Regions from separate parts of the Mus musculus genome. Here region 2 is linked to region 1. Evidence: chromatin contacts called from public Hi-C data. All regions are on one chromosome and are shown on one strand. The core of a region is the stretch at or near the end of the contact, and the rest is flanking DNA. Distances in the headings are between cores, read along the strand shown. Region 1 overlaps Bmx (BMX non-receptor tyrosine kinase). Region 2 holds the start of Pir (pirin).

The links. Hi-C and Micro-C count contacts between places; a contact is called where the count stands out from the background.
Region 2: a Hi-C map of liver shows a contact between it and region 1, with 5 times the contacts expected there. The contact joins the promoter of Pir here to the enhancer-like site in region 1. A contact is called at or near these places in 2 of 39 promoter capture datasets (liver and macrophages), 11 of 484 Hi-C or Micro-C datasets (ECoMG-derived neutrophils, differentiating embryonic stem cells, embryonic stem cells and 4 more), 3 of 115 datasets of contacts at active chromatin or transcription factors (embryonic fibroblasts and embryonic stem cells) and 3 of 9 other capture datasets (adipose tissue, liver and pancreatic islet).

The regions. Positions count from the first base shown.
Region 1 is chrX:164,230,284-164,236,484 of GRCm38.p6, reverse strand. It overlaps Bmx (BMX non-receptor tyrosine kinase), which reads left to right. Exons shown (of 19, transcript NM_009759.4): 7 at 1,408-1,583; 8 at 4,219-4,290; 9 at 5,230-5,283. Among named protein-coding and RNA genes, the nearest start is that of Bmx, 25 kb to the left of the region's middle. Within about 2 kb of position 2,919, at least 9 of the 459 cell types and tissues checked have an H3K27ac peak or open chromatin away from gene starts, as enhancers often do. A contact at or near this core is called in liver, where this site is marked.
Region 2 is chrX:164,265,766-164,271,966 of GRCm38.p6, reverse strand. It overlaps Pir (pirin), which reads right to left and starts at 2,536. Exons shown (of 10, transcript NM_027153.3): 1 at 2,290-2,536; 2 at 236-364. The coding sequence starts at 331.

The DNA.
Region 1 (6,201 bases), core at 1,670-4,169:
TAATTTTATAATGCAATCTTTGGAGAGAACCCTTCTTTGAATTTTATCAATGATGGCATCCTTTGTGAATCCTCAACTCTAGATAAATGTTAGCCCTGAAACAAAAGAAGGAAAATACAATACAAGAAAAAAATCATATTTAAAGTTCATACAGAATGAATTTTTAATAGAGTCTAATGTACACAAATATGCTCAGCTTGTAAATTTCCAAAACTGAACCAATCTACATAAAACACACTCAGATTAATAGAACATCAGGAAATGTCAGGGGTACTTAGGTTTTATTTCAGTTAGCACATTAGTCAAGAGCAATTGCTAGTCAGAGAGATGTTCAACCTCATTGATTGTTTGCTTGAGTTACCCAAACACATCCTCACACAGACAGACAGATAGATACACACACACACACACACACACACACACACACACATGAGAGGGAGGAGAGATAGGCATAGAGATAGATTACTAAGTCACTTATCTGTCTTTTATGGTTCAGTTATGGGAGTTTTAATTTTTAATAAGTGGTTATATTTTATTCTCATTTCATATAGAAGTCTATCATATGGTTATACTACTGAACTATTCTCTTATTGTTGTCCTAACAAATTACCACAAATTTGATGACTTAAAGCAACATGATTTATTGAGTTATTGCTTCATAGTTCTGAATTTTAAAAGCTTACAAATGAGTCTAGCTTAATGTTTCCTCTGGGAGCTTTAGGGGCAATCTTTGCCTGCCTTACTTAGCCTCCGAAGGCTGACATTTGCAGTGGTTCCAGATGCTGTCCTTCATCTTCAGAACTGGAAGGGCAGCAGCTTCTCTGCTCTCTGCCCCTACTCACATAGTCACATGTTCTACCTAATCCCTTGCACATTTGATTATATCAGGTTCATCTCTATCTCTCAGAATAATCCCTCCATCGAAAACACCTAAATTTAGTCATAGTCAGCAGAATCTCTTTCACCATGAAAAACATTCTCAGATTCTGCAAATTAGGACATAGACATCTAGGGAAGCCATTTTTCAGCCTACTGTATCAACAATATATTTTCTGTTGTATCATCTTGATGAGTGTTTTGGCAGTTTCCATTTTATCCAATTCTAATTATTCTACTATGACCATTTTTTTTTTACACATCGTTGGATTTTTGCTACTGGATATAATATATAATTGCTGCCCTATAGGTTAGAGACACCCAGCCTTACAACATTCTGCAAATGAGTTCCCAGCTAACAAAAGCATGAGTGAACGGTGGTTCTACATCCTTGTTGATGCTTAATATTGTCTCTATGCCTCCCTCTTTTCCTTTCTTCCATCTTCCCTCTTTTGTGTAGGAACCGGCATATATTTTATTCATGGGTCTGTATCTCTTTTGTAATATGATAAAATCTCTTGTTCTGCAAAGCTGAAGATTCCAAGGGCAGTTCCCGTTCTCAAAATGGATGCATCATCTTCAGGTGCCATTCTACCCCAATATGACAGCTATTCAAAGAAAAGTTGTGGTTCCCAGCCAACCAGCAACATACGCTATATTCCAAGGGAAGACTGCCCTGACTGGTGGCAAGTAAGAAAACTGAAAAGGTAAAGCTAAGCATTTAAGCCGGCTCCCCAGAATATGAATATAGAGTATAGAATGTCTATTGTCCCGTAGCCTCAGACTACAGCCTCAAAGCTGGTAGTGCAGGCCTTAGCTGAACTAGGGTGGTCATTTCCAGAAACATTGAGTACTTGAACTAAAAGAGTAGGGAAGCCCAGTGGCCCCTCTGGAGCTGAGAGTATATATTTCAATGATCCTATCTAACATTCCTCATGATCGCTTTAGCATTTTAGTCCCTCCCCTTCTTGCTCCCAATTCCTCCAAATAACTGCCTAATCCTAAGCATAGAATCTATAAGAGGTCTCCCTTATATAAAAGGGTGAGTTTACGGTAGGCTTACTTAGTCCTTTCAGGTTTTCAGCCAATGATGCTATCCAAACTCAGAATTGAAAGTATATTGAAAGTGAGTCTGTCTTTGGGGTCTTGGTGCTCAATAAGTGTTTAACTGACTAGCAACTGGTCAAGTGTTATCCCTTCCTTTTTTGCTGCCTTAGACTTCAGCCCCACCATACTGTCCACTCTGTCATTCTCAGAGATGTCAACTTCCTTGCCAAGGGCTGCTGGTGTCTGTCTCTACATAGACTAAATGCAGAGCCTATCTCTGACGCATAGTTTATCTCCTACTCCTTGACTCTTCTTACCCTCACTATTTTTACTTAAAGCAAATGCCTTACTGTATACAGAGTCATGTGGAACCTGAAAGAACGTAAGTATATACCATTGGATTTAAATGTCTTTAAAAATAATAAATTGTGGTTTTCCGCTCTAGGGTACAACTAGTTTCCGAGTGCATTGTCTATACCCAACTGCGGAGGCAAGGCTACATTTAATTGTCTTTTGCCCCGTTCCCGTATAGATCTAGGCTGGCAAGATGGCTGTCTGCCTGAGTATCCAGTTCAGGGCATGTCACCTCTGAGGCTCTGAGTTCAGTCCCACATTTCTCATGATTGAAGGAGTGAACTTGCTACTTCAAGCTATTGCAAGTCTCTCCCTCTCTCTCTCTCTCTCCCTCCCCCCCCCTCTCTCACACACACACACAAACTGAATGTAAAAACAAAACACAAGGCTAAATAAATTGCTTTGCCTTTTTCAATGAGATTTTCTGACATAGGAGGAAGGCAAACGTCTCTTCTGGGGGTCGGGTAGACTGGTAAAGAAGGTGGAGAGGAGGCATTTTAGAAACGAGGGCATTTAGAATTCTCTTGGCATATCTTAAAACAAAGCCAGAGGATCGTTTCCTTGCCAAAGCAGCCTGCCCCTGTGAAGGCAAACAGGAAATGGTGTCTAAATTCCAGACAAAGAAACCTTTGGACTTGAGGAGGAGGTAAGCAATTCCTCGTGCTCTTAAAAGCTGAGCCTATGAGCCGCAAAGGTCTACGCTAATCTTGCTGCTTCATCTGTGTCCGGAGGAGTTGCAAGTACAAGATTTTTAGCTCTAATCACACCAACAGAGAGGAGAAAAATATACATAACAAATATGTAAAGGACAGAGTGGTGCACATCCACAAGAGAGCAGAGCAAAGGTAGTCAGGCCGTTTCCTGATCCAGGGCTCCTGCTGCTGAAGTTAAGACCTAGCTGAAGCAAATCGCTTTGTCAATTAACATTCAATCATCATACACTTTTAAATGTACCGTCAACAACAACAAAACCACCCAGCTGTCACCTCAAAGGGGACAAGAAAGAGTTTAGAGCCAGATATGAGTGCCCATGGCCCAGGATCACAAATTGAGCTCACCTCAAATTCCATGTTCTAATGAGATAGCAATTTTATGAACTTCTCATAGAAACAGAACAATAAAAAAAGCCATGAAGCAAAACCATTTTCAATGGGTAAAAACCTAGTGGTGGAGGTGGTTTATAGCAAAGAGGGAGGGAGCGCCTGTGTTATAGGCCTCAGATGTTACCAGATGACAATTTAACTTTGGGGTTTGTAGAAGCTAATGGTTGCGAAGTCTCACAAAACCAGCAACAAGTGGCTAAGCCAGGTGCCTGTTAACATACCAAAGCAGGCGCTGGCTAACTCTCCCAGTGTCCATACAATACCTGTGGCCCTCCCAGCATTCCCCACCCCAACCTCTACCCTAAATGCCTCCCTCGCTGGGAGAAACTTAAGGCTTCCCTTCGCCTAGCTTCTCTACCTCCTATGTAAGGCAGGCTACACTTTGGCCTGGGCTGCTTCGGTTGGTCGGCCTAATCCTCTCCCGCTCCTTCCCTCCTCTCTTGGTCTGGTTTAGTCTGCTGGCCGTGTTCACCCTGGACTCTTCTCTCTGCCTGCTTTTTGCCTTGAACCTACAATAAAAATCTCCATACTCTACGAGTAGTGCTGTCCTTTTATTTCATGTTTCCAGAGGTCTGTTAAGTTAATACATTCCAGGTTTTACTGTCAGTCACAGGGATGATTGGCCATACACAGAGATGGACAAGGGCTGGCTGACAAGAGAACTAAAGATAGCCTGAGATAGATAAAACAAAATTAGGTTCTGGATATGCACCATTCCAGCGTCTCTGCAATCGCTGACGTTCTAATCTGCTAGCCTTGCAGAAGAGCCAGTGGAAGGTATGACTGCTCTCTAAGAACCTTCATTTTCACCACACTAATCATATCCCTTTACTGGCAGCGAGGAAGACATTGCATGCAGTAACCAACTGGAAAGAAATATCGCCTCTCACAGCACCTCAAAGATGTCATGGTAAATCCAATTGAGACGCTACTTTATACTCAAAATTTACTTCCGCTTGCAGAAAAAAATAAAAAACTAACCACATTTGAAATAAGTTTGCAATGAGGCTTTACATGCAAGGTAAATATAGTCCAAAAATATCCATGTAATTTGCCTCTGAATTACATATGTGGACCTCACTGAGGTTTCCTTAGTTAAGGTTTTCCTCACACTGATTATATCAACTCTTCAGTCATGAAGTACTCAAGTACTGCGATATGCTGGCTCAGACAACTTTAACAAGTGAGAAAGCAACCCAGAATAAATCATTCCCTAAGAATAGCTCTGTCCACATCACCAACATTTTAAAAACATTATTATATTATATATTTTTTATTTTTATGTGCATGAGTGTTTTGGCTGCATGTATGTTGTGTACCACATATGTGTAGTGCCCACAGAGGCCAGAAGAGGGCACTGGATCTCTCGGAATTGGAATTACAGCCAGTTGTGAACTGCCATGTGGGTGCTAAGAACTGAACCGAAGCTCTCTGTGAGAGTAGGGAGTGCTCTTAACCACCGAGCTACCTCTCCAGGCCCAGCAGCACATTTTTAAACGTTCTACACTAGCCATCTTCGTAGGAATCTTCATGTGTTTCATAAGGTTAACTCTTCAGAAAGGGTCTAAATAACCCGATTGAATTCCCAGGAGCCTCTCCTGTTGAAGCGGTGTTCTCTTCCTGCACTGGCCACAGATGTAGCTTGTGAATGACCAATTTTTCACTTTGCTGATACCTTTCCCAAGTGCAAAGGGGAAACTTAGAAGTCTAGATTTTGTCTATGAGGATACAATAACTTGGTATTTCTGTACTAAGTGGTTGTATGGTTTCTTGCTGTACTAGGCAGTTGCATTGTTTCTTGCTTTCCTTGTTTGTTTGGCATTCATGCTGTTTCTCAACTCTTCTTAAGGGGATTCCCTGAGTCAAGTTCATCAGAAGAAGAGGAAAATCTGCATGCTTATGAGTGAGTGTTGAAAATCTTGTACGTTTTTCTAAAACTAGAATTAGATGTTTTTATTTGATTCCTTAAAGGTATTAAAACAGATGGTTAGACTCTCAGAAGATTGCACTTACGTGGGTAAATTAATGTGAGGCTCTGAGCCATTTTTCTAAATGGCAGGTGGTAATGAACTTAGTTATTATCAGTGAGGATGTTTTTCCCCAGTCTGGACCATCTAAATCTGCTGCATATACTCACTGGATTTATCATGTGCTGAACGTTCTCATTTCATAGATAAATAATATAATGGTTCTGCTCATTAGTTTTTTTGCTGGATCCCTCTAATCAAGGTAACATTGGAAGCTCTTACTAAAGCATTTGTCATGATGCACTAATTTCACACAGCAGTGCACTGAGCTACTCAACATAACAGCATTTATGTATATAGAGTCTTATTCATAGGATGACCTTATTATTTGACATTAAAGTTGAGATTCCTGACAGAGAGATAAGTTCCAATAGTTATCTGGCACAAATTCATCTGTCCTGGGAAAATAAGAATAAGTGGTCACTGAAACTATATCCTTGGGTAGGCCAAAGGTTAAGCAAGGCCTCTTTAAGGATCTTTCCAAAATTCAGGGATTTCTGTTATTCTATAAATATTGACTTTATTAAAGATTTGTGATAAAGAAAAATTAAAACAGTGTATCATACTGTATTTTGAAGTCACTCAGCGTTTAGAGGACTTCAGAGAGTTTTAGGATTCATATGGACACTAGGATTCCATATGCTCTAGTTCTCTTCTGAGTGAGTGCTAGTATTTGGTTACATGTCAAGTGAGAGCTTTTACAATAGACCTATATGTTCCCTCTTCTCCTTTTACCTGTAATCTGTCACCAGGTTCTAAGCATAACTGTCACATTAGGGAAGATGTGGTATAGC
Region 2 (6,201 bases), core at 1,287-3,786, 36 kb before region 1:
CCCAGAGCTGCACCTGCTACCCAGAACCTAATTATCTGCATACTAGAAACCTCCTTTAGGCTGGTGTTGATCCACACGGGGCCCCAGTTGTGGAGTTCCATGTTTCTCCCACTGGAATAACACAGGGAAGCTTGAGACCAGCTTGGCCTTCTCTCTCCAAATCCCCATTCAATATCCCACTAGTCGCTTTAGAAAGGAAAACTCAAAGTGGGATGTACTCATCCACCCTGCGTACCTCGGGTCTGCCAATGCTTCTGCGCACACGTGCTCCTACCCCCTCTGACTGCTCCCGGCTGAGCACTGAGAGAGTAACCTTTTTAGAGGATGCCATTTTGAAGTTTATAAAGAAAGTTCTGATGTTGAGCTGTAGAAGATGGAAAGAAAGAAGAAAGACAATAAACAACAAAAGAAATCACAATGGAGGAAATATCTACAGATTATAAACTAAGGATATTAACATTAGACTTGCTCCAAATCTTTATAGTGGCAATTTACTGAATACTGACTATGATCATGGCCTAGATTAGGTGATTTTTAGAAACACAGCTATGGTGTGCATGTATTAGTATTTACGAGGTACCTAGAACCCTATTATTAGCAGTTACCTCTTAGAATCCTGCAGTCATCTTGTCCAAAAGTTCACAATAGCAACTCTTTGGAAGAACTCAGCAGGGATATCTAAAGAACATTTTCTACGCTTCCCTTCAGTGGCAGGCATACTTGACCTCCTCACACCGTGCACACACCCTTCAATGGCTACCCCACGACATGCGGTGGAAGATGGAAGTGGGAGCTCTTTTGGTGATACTGGAAGCAAATGGAAAACACTAGGGGTATGTGACTCTCACCAGAATATGATGATGCTGGCATGGAAGGAAATCTGCAAGGGCCACTGAATTCAAATACTCATCTATCTCTAAAGTCCGTGGCCATTTTTAAAAATTCATCTCTTAATAATATTAAGCATGTTTACAATGCGGGTTTTTTTAATCATAGCAACCCTTTGTTCCCCTTCCAACTCCTTTCAGACCCCTGCTCCACATCTCACTCCCAATGTAATCTTGTATTTTCCATAGCCTACTGAGACTAAGTGATGCCCATTCTTATACGAATGGGTGTTGGGTCATCTACTGAAGCATGGGCATCCTAATAGGGGTCAGTTCCTTAAAGAGAACTGACACTTCCTACCCCAGCAGCCTCCAACTGCCCAAGTTCCTCAGTTAGGGGTGGTACTTCGTGGAACCTTCTCCCATCTGTGTTGGTATTCTTACTGGCTGACTTAATTTTATGTAGATCTTGTGCAGGTAATTTTTTAGGCAAGAAATCTTTGAACTTCTTAATAAAGTCCTCTAAAGCACAGACAAACCATTTATGAAGTACCCCAGGCAATGGAACCGATGATTCAGGAACAACACATATACTACATTTATTATTCAAAAGTGTTCCATTATTGATTGAAGTCTAAGTCCTAACCAAGGAAATATCACACAACAAATACAATCACCCCCCCCCACACACACACACACACACACTTCTAACTTCAGGTGTTTGCAGACAAGTAATTCCAAGCCCCAGATCTGATCACCATATGAACTCTAACCAATCCTTCAAAGATTCCTTAAACTAAGAGAAGCACTTTAATAACAGGCAGATTCTGGAACTGGACACCTCAGATTTACATCTCAGTTTTGCCACATTCCAGGCTGCTTTCATTTGGGATGCTGTGTGTCTCAGCTTTTCCATCTATACAATGGGATTAAGAAGCGTCTGCCTCAAAGGATGTAAATAGGGCTGTAAGAAAGTGAGCTGCTGTTCTTTATAGGGACTCAACATAGAAGCACCCTTCAGTTTGTGAAGGCAGATCCTAAAACGGATCCTCTCTAGCAGGCAAACAACATGCATCTATTGGGCCATGAAATGTGGGAGACAGAAATGAACTTCTGAGTCCAGCCCCGTAATCATCCACACATAAGCGACTAGTAAGTAGTTTTGCCTCCACCTAATTTTTCTGGCTTCTTCCAGACTCCCACATTTAGGCCCTATACACAGGAACAAGGATAAAGCAGTTAACTAATTGCAGTGTGTTGCCAAGAGAAAAACCAAGCTATCATCTCAAATCGTGGTGGCTATTTAAGCATTTCCCTCCCTCAGCTCCCCTCCGAGCCCCAGTAGTGAGCTGGGAAAGACAGCATCATGAAAACTGGTCGGAGCATTCCTCCCACCCCCAACACACACACACACACATACACACACCACTCTCACGAGGGCTGAGTTCCCCAGGCCACTCACTGGGCAGTAGCGCAGGCCCAGGAGGGAGGCCACAGTCGGAGGTGCCTAGACTCCACAGCGGCAGGGACACAGCAAAGGGAGGACAGGTTTGCGGAGCGCCAGCCGTCAGTCAGCGTGACTCAGCGCTTTGTTGCGGGCCTCCAGAAGGCGGGAGTCTCTAGGTCTCAGGGGCCTTGGACCGGGGGACACACCCTTTATTTACCCTGGGTTTGGATTCTCTGACTCCGCCCCATGGCTCTCTGGATCTGCCTTTTGAAAGTCGGTCCAAAGAGTGATGCGCACCCCGGCCTCTTGGGGGCGCGCTGCCCGCCTCCCAGGAATGTATGGGACACTCAAGTGCTCTGCAGCCCCTTAGAATCTCTTGGAAAACCTGTCCTCACTCAAGTCATCTTGTCACCCAACGCTTCGTATGAGCAAGAATGTTTTCTAACCACTTGTCCCGTTTGGGGGAGTGACTCAGCCTCTCTATGCATTATCCCCAGTGAAATGAGCGTGGTAAAGCTGACAGGACCAAGACTGTAAGGCTGTAATGAGAATGAAATGAGCATGTCTCCGCATAGGTACTACACAGTTATCTCTCATAAATAAATACGCTTCTTGCTGTTTGCCAATGAGAATGGGGCAGAGGCAGAGCAGATGTAAGAACCAAAGAATCTCTGTTCCTGCTGAAAGAGAAGGCACACTCTAATAGGGAATCATAGAAGGGCTTGAGTTTTGTTGGGCTTCAAGAGCAGGCCTTAGAGAGTTAGCCTCAGGAGGTGAGGGTTTGTCCACAGCCAGGAAGCAATCTAGTTTTCCTAGGACTTTTAATCAGAAGACAGGCTACCATACGCAATGTTCTTTAGATACCCGGAAGTTCATTGTCTTTTCTTGGAAAAAGAGTGAAAGTGATGCCTCTTTAAAAAAAACAAAACAAAAACAAAACTACGAGCCTGGGAAACTGAAAAGGAATAAACAGTAAATGTCTTTTTACTTTCCAGCTCTGTGGGTCTTCCGTGGAGACTGCTCCCATTTGCTTTTGTAGCCAGAAACAGCCAGAGACAACGCCTGCTGAGTGTGGTGGCTGTGTTTTAATAAAAATTTGATTTTGGATAATGAAATTAGAATTCATAAGATTATGTTTTGAATTCGTACAATTCTCAGCTGTCATGAAAGTCTTCTTTTGACTTTATATTTCAGCTGGTTTTTGGGGGGCATGGTTCCCCATATCCCCGGCTGGTCTTACCTCCCTAGAGAGCCTAGGATAACCTTGAACTTCTGACTTTCCTTCCCACAGTTCCCAAGTGTTAGGGTTACAGTGAAGCATTCACCAGCGTGCCCAGTTTTACATGGTGCTGGAGACTGAACCCGGGGCTTTGTGTATTCTAGGCAAGCAATCTACCAACTGAGCTAGATCCCCAAGCTCTTCAACCTCAAGATGTGAAAAGGCATTCTTACCTTTCAGACTACAGATTTCTGCTGTAGAAGAATGGGGAAGTGGAAGAACAAAGACTTTTCCTTGGTGCTCAATTGGGCAGAACACACTAAAAATGGGAACAGTAGAGAGGAAAATATCATGGCCTTTGTACAAGGATGACATGCAAATTCATAAAGTTGCACTCTCCCCTCCCTGCCTCAATTCATGGCCACACTTGGGTGTATATAGTCTTTTCTTGAAATGGCTATCTGTCTTCCTTAATGCCGATACCCAAATCTATATTAAAACGCATTCACAATAAATTCTGTTTTTTAACTCTTTTCCCTGAGCTTTTCATATCAGTGGGGTTCAAACTGACTCTGCCTACCTTCAGCAATTCAAGACTAACAGATTATGCATGCAAACTTCAAACTGCTGTGGACTAATAAGGTATTGGTACTTCCCATCTGTAATTATTTCTGAAATAGTTTCCACATAAAACAGAAGTATGAACACCCTGGCTGGCACATTACAGACCATATAAATAAACTGTCTTGTATTTCCTCAACCAGTCCAACGTTCAACCAGGTGCTGGGGCTTGGACTGCAAGCTTTGCCTTCACACTCTTTCAACACAAAAGCCTGTGGATTCAGAGAGTTCAGCGCATCCAAACCTTCCCATTTTGAAGGCCTCTATCCATCTTCCCCAATCACCACCCACTCCTCCTGCCTTCAGATTCAGCACTGGCCAAACCATTTTTCAAGTGGCAGGCAAATAGAAAGCAAATGCCTGGAGCCCTCAGTGGCTTCTCACTGGCTTGGGAGAAAGTTCTTTGATGTCTTTGAACGTTCTCAGCCCCAGCCACTTGTGTGGCGGTGCGGAGGGATGAACACACATACACACCTGTCTCTTGTTAATTTCCTGTGCCTGTCTAGAACTTGCCTTACTTCACTTTCACTTCACTTTTTGGCTCTTGCTTTCTATGTCATGCTCTCTGGACAACCTGTGCTAATTGTTTCCTCAAGTCTAGGAGGACATTTGACCTGAAAATCACCTATATATTGTTTTCTAAGGCCATTGTTTATTGATTTTTTGGAAGATCCCCTTTTCCTACAATGGGCTGAACAGTAGCTTCTACCTCACAAGTTCGTTCTGAAATATGACTCCGACACTCCACTAAAATATGCTGGTTACTCCTTTTGCTCTTGGGTCTAGGTAGAGCTTGTGGCTGCCATGACCAAGTCAATGTGCCATTTCTGAGGGAATCTCTGAAATGACCTGGCAGGTGCCACACCCTGCTTCATGGAAACCAGCTGCTCTTTAACACAAACCACCTTGAAAATGGATCAGCCCCAGCTGTACCAGTCAAAGCCACATGGATACAACCTGAACACCCAACACTGTTCCTTCCAACTTCCTGATCCACAAAATTCTAAGCAAAGTCCAGTGTCTTTAAGCTTTTAGTTTATTTTTAAAAATAGGAAACAGAATAACAGTTTTCATGTCATAGGAGAAAAGAGGTAGATCTTCAAAATATTCCAGGTTAGTGACTAACTTTGCAGAAAGTACCTATGTCCATTTAATTGATTGCCAAGACAACCAACCAGCCATTAATCGAAACATACCATCATTACACTGGGATCTAGATGATAATGGTTACATCCTCCCACTGGCCATAGCAGATGCCTCCAAAGTGCAGATGTGCCGGTGAAAAGGCTCCTCTGTTACAAATAGCATTTAATGATAAAAGAACTTCAAAAAGAATGGCAATGTTCTTAGTGATATTTCAGCAAACACCTTTTTGGATATTTCTCTGGAATTCTAAATGTGCTCCACCTCTGCATTCAGAGAAGGTGATGACAGGTCTTGAAGTATAAGACAAGAGCAAGGGCATGTGTAGTTATGGCGGAGCAGGGGGATTCTCTTGTAGGCCTTTCAGCAGAGAGGAGAGGAGAGACAGAGACACAGAGAATACTTCTGAAAAGCTAAAAGTCTAAAATGGAAATACAGTGGTGGGAGAGGGAAGACTTTTTACAAATGGAGTACAGGCCATAAACTGCTCCACCGTGAAAGGGTCCATGTTAGGAGCGAGAAATGTACCCTGTACATTTGAACTCAGAGCCTTTTCCATCAGCTGGACATGTGACCATCAATCACCTTTGGAATCCTGAGTATCACAAAAGAAACCTTTATGCTGACATGGAAAAGAACAAAATCTTTCGGTACAGAGACAAAGTTTGGAGCTGAGATAAAAAGATGGACCATGTAGAGACTGCCATATCCGGGGATCCATCCCATAATCAGCTTCCAAACGCTGACACCATTGCATACACTAGCAAGATTATGCTGAAAGGACCCTGATATAGCTGTCTCTTGTCAGAGTATGCCTGGGCCTAGCAAACATAGAAGTGGATGCTCACAGTCGGCTATTGGATGGATCACATGGTCCCCAATGAAGGAGCTAGAGAAAATACCCAAGAAGCTAAAGGGATCTGCAACCCTATAGGTGGAACAAC